Regions from separate parts of the Pan troglodytes genome. Here region 2 is linked to region 1. Evidence: chromatin contacts called from public Hi-C data. All regions are on one chromosome and are shown on one strand. Each heading gives the region's core, a stretch centred on a gene start, on an enhancer-like site or on the middle of the called end of the contact. The rest is flanking DNA. Distances are from core to core; before and after follow the strand shown.

The links. Hi-C and Micro-C count contacts between places; a contact is called where the count stands out from the background.
Region 2: a contact with region 1 is called in a Hi-C map of stem cell-derived neural progenitor cells, with 2.8 times the contacts expected there. The contact joins the promoter of SLC25A4 here to the promoter of CENPU in region 1. A contact is called at or near these places in 1 of 7 Hi-C or Micro-C datasets (stem cell-derived neural progenitor cells) and 1 of 1 datasets of contacts at active chromatin or transcription factors (stem cell-derived excitatory neurons).

Annotation. Positions count from the first base shown.
Region 1 is chr3:186,374,014-186,377,444 of NHGRI_mPanTro3-v2.0_pri, reverse strand. It overlaps CENPU (centromere protein U), which reads left to right and starts at 1,662. Exons shown (of 12, transcript XR_679935.5): 1 at 1,662-1,787.
Region 2 is chr3:186,783,303-186,787,056 of NHGRI_mPanTro3-v2.0_pri, reverse strand. It overlaps SLC25A4 (solute carrier family 25 member 4), which reads right to left and starts at 2,292. Exons shown (of 4, transcript XM_517556.8): 1 at 2,014-2,292; 2 at 236-722. The coding sequence starts at 2,124.

The DNA.
Region 1 (3,431 bases), core at 413-2,912:
TGAGGCTCCTCATAGCATACCTTCAGGAATAGCTTTTGTTAGGCCTGCTTGTCTGAGGAGGGATCCTAAAATTCCAGAAAAGATAGTCCCCCCCACCAAGATTGTGCCATTGCACTCCAGCCTGGGTGACAGAGCAAGACTCCATCTTGAAAAAAAAAAAAAGAAATTAAAATACAAAATATAAATAGGCCGGGTGCGGTGGCTCACGCCTGTAATCCCAGCACTTTGGGAGGCTGAGGTGGGCAGATCACGAGGTCAGGAGATCGAGACCTTCCTGACTAACACGGTGAAACCCCGTCTCTACTAAAAATACAAAAAAATTAGCCGGGCGTGGTGGCGGGCCCCTGTAGTCCCAGCTACTTCGGAGGTTGAGGCAGGAGAATGGCATGAACCCGGGAGGTAGAGCTTGCAGTGAGCCAAAATCAGGCCACTGCACTCCAGCCTGGTCAACAGAGCAAGACTCCATCTCAAAAAAAAAAAAAAAAAAAAGAACTTACTCATGTAACCAAATAGCACCTGCACCCCAATAATTTATGGAAAAACAAAATAAATAAAAAATAAAAGCAATAGCTTTAGTAAGAAAGGGCACTTGCAGCATACCTACCAAATATCATATAAAGTTTAGAAACATACAATAATCAATACATTATTTGGAGCTATATCAAGGTAGAAAACCACAGGAATGATACACATAAAATCAGAAGAGTGGTTATTCTTTGGAGGAGGAGGATGCCATTCAGAGGGGTACCCAAGAGTTATATATAAAAATGATCCATATCCCCATGTAGTGCTGGTTACACGGATGTTTGTTTTTATCTTTACATTACACGTTATATTCTTTCATATGCATGAAACGTAATATTTTTGTCATAGTAAAATATACATAACAAAATTTAGCATTTTAACCGTTTTTAACTTTACAGTATTGTGGCATTAAGTACCTTCACCTTGTGCATCCATCCACCACTATTTCCAGAACGTTTTCATCATCCCAAACTGCTTTTGGTATCATATCCAAGAAATCATACCCAGTCCAATGTTATGAAGTTTTTGCTCTGTTTTCTTCTAAGAGTTTTAATTTTAATTTTAGCCTTTATAGTTAGGTCTTTGATCCATTTTGCGTTAATTTTTATACGCGGTGTAAGGTAAGGGTTCAATTACATTCTTCTGCATTACACATTTTTAAACACAAACAAAATGAAAGAACAAAAGGAACCCTGTCCATTTACAAATGAAGGTATTGGGATAGCAGTAAGGTAACATGCTAAGCTCAGACAGCTGATAAAGGCAGCAGGGGCTGGAAGCCAAATCCTGTAGGCCTGGAAAGATGACTGCGGCCTCAGCGACAACAGCTGCGAACACGGGTCTGCACCCACCCTCTTACCTGCCCACGACTCAGGGACACTAGCTCCTCCCCTTTCCCCACCCCACAAGGGGCCGTCCCACGTGGCTCCCGGGCTTTCCGGCGCTGGAAAACTGGCGATGCGGGTGGGCGCGAAAGCCCGGAAAACTTTGTCATGTTTTGGACCGTAGGTAACTGGTTGTGCGGCATGGACTCCAGCTCCGTTGCGCTGTAATAACCAGGCCCAGTTTTCCCTCACGCTCCAGGCCAGGGAGGAGCCCGGGGGCCGCTCAGAAAGTCCTGCGCACGCGCGCGTGCTCGGCCCGGATTGGCTGCTCGGAGCGGCGAGGGGCTTGGCGGGAGCTTCCAGTCGCTCGAGAGCGGAGAGCGGCACCATGGCCCCGCGGGGGCGGCGGCGGCGGGCGCGGCCTCACAGGTCTGAGGGGTAAGTACTGCCGACCCTCGGGAGCGCGGGGCCGGAGACCAGCTTGAACTGCTTCCTCGCCTGCCGTGGTTTGCGCCTCCCGGCGCTGTTGGTGCTCCACTGTGGAGGTCGCCCGAGTGGCCAATCGCCCGGGTCCCCGGCTTCCTGCTCAGTGTAGTGGGGATAACAGTGATCCCACCCGCACGGGCCTGTCGGGGCCTAACACTGCCTGGCGGGTGGGAGAGACGTTAGCCAGTGTCGTGTCGTTTTGTGGGGGGGGGGGAGTGCCGTCCAAAGTAGTGAGTCTCAAAGTGCTAGCTTGAAAGCAAAATATTCAGCAAATACGTATTGCCTACGGTTTGCCAGACTTTGTTAGTGGAGTTTTACTCTCTGACTGGGAATCAGTTTTCTTATTTTGAAGACCCTGGTGTTTTCTTACTGCAAACCACAGACCGTACACTGGAGCATAAATCCGGCTGGGGGACCAAGCTGCCGCTTGCGGTTCTCCAGGATGGGTCGAGCGGTTTTTGTTTACCCAAGAAAGCGAGCGTTTGGTCGGTTGCAAAACGCGCTCTAGAATGCTGGTCGCTGATTGGTTGGCGAATGGCCATCCGAGGCCCGGCCTGGATCTGGCGGGAAGGGTCTCGGCTTGCTGCAGACGGTGCACAAAGCCATACGCCAAGACGATCTGAAGAGAACAGGAGTTCCCCGGGCCTGGGAAGGCTGCCTGGAGAAGGAGGTGCTGGTAGATGCGGGGTTAGGGTGGAAAAGCTGGAGCAGGACACCGCAGGTGGGTGGGGAAACCGAGACCAGACTCCTGTGGCCAGTGGAGGAGAATGAAGACTCCCCTAGTGCAAAAAAGGATTAGAAAAGAACGTCAGCCTTCAATGTCAGCTGAAAAGAGTTTATCTGAAAGGCTAGTGGTTTTTGTTGTCTTTTTTTATTTTTTTAACATTTTTGGGTTTGAGACTCATGAAATCTGTTCATGCCTCCTCCCAAAACACACTTACGCACATACAACAGATTTTTTTTTTTTTTTTTTTTTTGAGACGGAGTCTCACTCTGTGGCCCAGGCTGGAGTGCAGTGGCGCGATCTCCGCCCCCCAGGTTCAAGCGATTTTCCTGCCTCAGACTCCAGAGGAGCTGGGATTACAGGCGCTGGCCCCCACGTCCAGCTAATTTTTGTATTTTTAGTAAAGACGGGGTTTCACCATGTTGGCCAGGATGGTCTTGATTTCCTCACCTCGTGATCCGCCCTCCTCGGGTTCCCAAAGCGCTGAGATTACAGGCATGAGCCACCGCGCCTGGCCCAGAAATTTTACCTGTGGGTTGTCACAGAGGTTTCTGTCTCTCAGAAGCCCCACCTTGACTCCAGCCTAAGGCAAGGAGGAACCTTGACTTTTTCCCCCCCCCCAAGAAAGGACAAGACAGCTCAAAGAGTTTAGGTTAAGAAGTTTATGTGGTCTAGTGTGTAGCTGGGTTTCTGTTACTTGGCTATGTGACCCTTGATAAGTCACTTAAATTTTCTGACTCCCGGAATCATCATCTATAAAATTGCCATAAAACCAATACTTGTCTTCCCTGCTTCCTTAGGTTTCATGAATTAAATAAATAAATCATGAACTTGTTAGAAATGCAGAATCCCAGACCTCACCCCAGATGGAC
Region 2 (3,754 bases), core at 1,043-3,542, 410 kb before region 1:
CAGGCTCCCCCCTCCTCCTCTCTGAATAACTAAAGGCCAGAGTTTATTTCAGTAGAGGACACAAGGAATGCTTTAGCTATTAATTTATGCACCCCACCTCCTCATTCAGAAGCCTCAATTATCCCAGAGACTAGAAAAAACAAGATCAATATATATCAGGTCCTTTGTGAGTTATAGATCCCATAGGATCCTCTTTCCACACCACCCTCCTTCTCCCCTGATGCCCCTCTCTCACCCTTGGCAGTATCATAGACTCCGAAGTAGGCAGCTCTATAGATAATGATGCCTTGGACAGAGACGTTGAAACCCTGGTAGAGCCCCCTCAGGCCATCAGACTTGAAGATCTTGATGATACAGTCGCCCAGACCATGGAACTCACGCTGGGCGGCGCCCTTGCCCACGTCAGCAGCCAACCTGGTCCTAGCAAAGTCCAGCGGGTAGACAAAGCAAAGGGAGGTGGCCCCAGCGGCCCCACCGGACGCCAGGTTACCAGCAAAGTAGCGCCAGAACTGCTTATGCCGATCCACACCCCCTAAGAAGAGCTGCTTGTACTTGTCCTTGAAGGCGAAGTTGAGAGCTTGGGTGGGGAAGTAACGGATCACGTTGGCCAGGTTACCCCTCCAGAAGGAGAGGAAGCCCTGCTCCTTAGGGATTCTCACCACACAATCAATGATCCCTTTGTACTGCTTCTCAGCACTGATCTGTTTGCTGGCATGCTGGACCTGGTGGAGGGGAGGGTGGGTGACAGAGGACAGGCAGGGCAGAGAGAAGGGAAGAGGACAGGAGAAAAAAGGTTTGCACTTCCTAGATTTTTTTTTTTTTTGAAGAAAAAAAGGATGAGGAAATCAAACGGATATTGAGGACGTGTAAATCGATACTGTTATCCATGTTAGTTACTGGATAACAAGCCAAAATAATCCAATGTTGCTTCAATTATTAGGGTATTTGAGGGAAAAGGTGTTGCCCCAAATAAACTGAAAAGGTGATTGAATTATATAAAGCTATAGCCATTTATTTATTTCACTTTCCCTAGGTTTGAGAACTGTATGAGGGGCTTACTGGGGGACAGAAATGAGTAACACTCCCTGCTTCAAAGGGCTTTGGATTTAATAGACATGATGGCCAAAAAATGACAATTTCTCAGTGTCACTCTGATCACCCTGGAGATGAGGCTCTCTACTAGATGCTCTAATAGAGGAAGGAGAATAAATCCACTAAACATTAGGCCTCCAAAGTTTTCAAGCAGATAATCCAAGTAATCAATTATTGAGGGTTTGCTGCCGTTGTGAGCAATTTGTGGGGGTTTTGTTGTTAGTAATTTTGACTCCCAAATTGGGCTCTTCCTCATTGAGGGGCCCTGACCTTTTGGGCAGGTGGAGGAAAACACGAGAGGATGATAAACCATTCAGAGACCAGGTAGGGGAGGAAAAGATTTGGAGACAGGATGATCTAAGTTTATTCCGAAAATTGTTTCTTAATATTTCAAAACCTCAGCTTCATCTGTAAAATGGAGAAGAATAACTGTCTCACAGAGGTTACATAAAGATGAAGGCGTCAGCCTACATACAGCATTGTGCATGAGATACGATAAGGGAATTCTTGGGTGATGATTATTTTGATGTTTTTATTGTAAAGGTGCGTGCGCATAAGACGGTGCCAAAAATACTGGCAATCACTAGGTGCCTCCGGGCCTGAGTGCACGCCCGTGCTGTCACGGGCGCAGGATCTGGCACACGTAAACCGGCTCCGGGTGGGTTTCCATATATAGACACCCGAACGCCGGGCGCCACCCGACACCAGGAATCTGCGACTGACGCTGGACCTGTCTCTACGCAGAGGGCACCTTCTTCCCCCGCAGGCGGGCGGGCGGGCGCCCGGGCCTGTGGCCTGGCGCAGATTTTCCTTGGCGCCCCGCGCCCTGCAGCTCGCGCCGCATCGCGCGCCCCGCCCGGCCCGCCGCGCCCGCGCCCGCGCCCGCGCCCGCGCCCGCCTCTTGCACCGCGCGGTCCTCACCTGCAGCAGCAGTTTGACCCTCTCGATGGGGGCGACTGCGGTCTTGGAGACGGCAGCGGCGACGCCCCCGGCCAGGAAGTCCTTTAGGAAGCTCCAAGCGTGATCACCCATGGTGACAGCTCGACGCTCTCAGCCCGCAGGCAGCCCGCTCGTGCTCTCGCCCACGCCCGGCCTGGCACCGCCGCGCAGTCCCCGACCCCGCGCGACGCTAAGGGGCCGCCGCCTGGCCCGCAGCTCCCCCTTATATCCCCGCCGGGCTCTCGCGAGAGGAGGCGGGTCGCGGCCGGCGCTCGCGCCGCGCATTGGCTGGGCAGGTGCGAGGCGCCCCCTCCTCCCAGCTGCAGAGGGCATCGGGGGCGAAGGCGCTTCCGGGAGCGAGGCTGGGCCGGGGGCTGTCCCTGCAACTTGGGACGTTTAAAGGGCACATTCATGTTATCTGTCCCGCCGAGCCCAGGGAACACCGTGTCACCGCGGCATGTGGGCCGCGTATTTATAGCACAGGCAGCCTTAGGCCGGGGCGAAGCCGGGGCAGACACCCGGCCGCTGCCGCCGGTGGAGAGTTCTTGACCCTCCGGCCTGCACGGGCCGCGCTCAGGCCCAGGGATTTCGAGCTGTTTCCTCCTGCTTGCATCTAAAGGCGCCCCCAACCAGAGCTCACTGCCTGGATATGGGCCTTTTTAGAGCCGTGCGCTCCCGAGAATAAATGGCAGTCCTCTCAAATAGATACTAAGGTCACCTGATGCTGTGATTGCCTCATAGAATCTGACAACCTGCTGCCTCTCATTTCTTTTCATTCAATCGTTCTTTCAGTCATTCATTCTGCTATTACATATTGATGTGTCTGGCACTCAGTGCCCACAGGAAAGACCTGGTGCAGGGGACCACTAGGTGAATTCATACTTGTTTTTGCAAAACTCTGTGACTCTAAAACATAGGACACTTCTTTTGTAAGCCCCTAAAGGGTTTAATGTACCACTCTGCTCTCAGCGGAATTTCAGCACATATTAGGGCAGAATGTTCTGTCAGCCGGTGCCTTCTTGAGGGTCAGTGCTGTCAGCCTTCCAGAAAAGATCCAGTCCTTGGCTGTATTTGCCTCTTTTTAATGACAGCTGGGGTTGAGGAAATGCTATTTAATCCCAGGAAATTAATTGCAATTAATTTCTTAAAATATATAAATTTGAGCTTTAATTTTCCTTAGCTTGTTTTTTAGGCAGTTCATGTAACCATACAGGTTTTCAAATACAACTGTTCCTTCCCCTAGAATGACTGCAATTAGTTTTTAACTTTAAACTCTTTACTCAATTATCTTCCCATGTTTGCTAATTTTCATTTGTACCTTTAACAAAGTTTATTCATTGTTTTTATAAGCTTTTTTTTTTAATATTTGCTGACATCATGTTAGAGGTTCATGGAGCTGCAGCTGCGTGTCACCCTGGGCCTGGAGACTTTGGTATAGCAGAAGTCACTAAGGTTCCAGGGCCACAGAGGGCATGCGTTTATCTAAGAGTGGGGCAGGCTAGAGTTCCGAAATCCAGGTAAGCAGAATGAAAGCTAGAAACTAGTGGAAAGTTGCCAGAGGTCAGAGCAGACAGAAGTCAAGAACTCGGAAGAGACAAACAGATAAACCATGTATGTGTTCATTCAACAGACTCTTGCTGAGCATGTACTGTGTACCAAGAACTAAGTGTAGCCCTGTGGATTGAATATAAGTAGACATGGCCCATCTCCAAAGACCTTACAG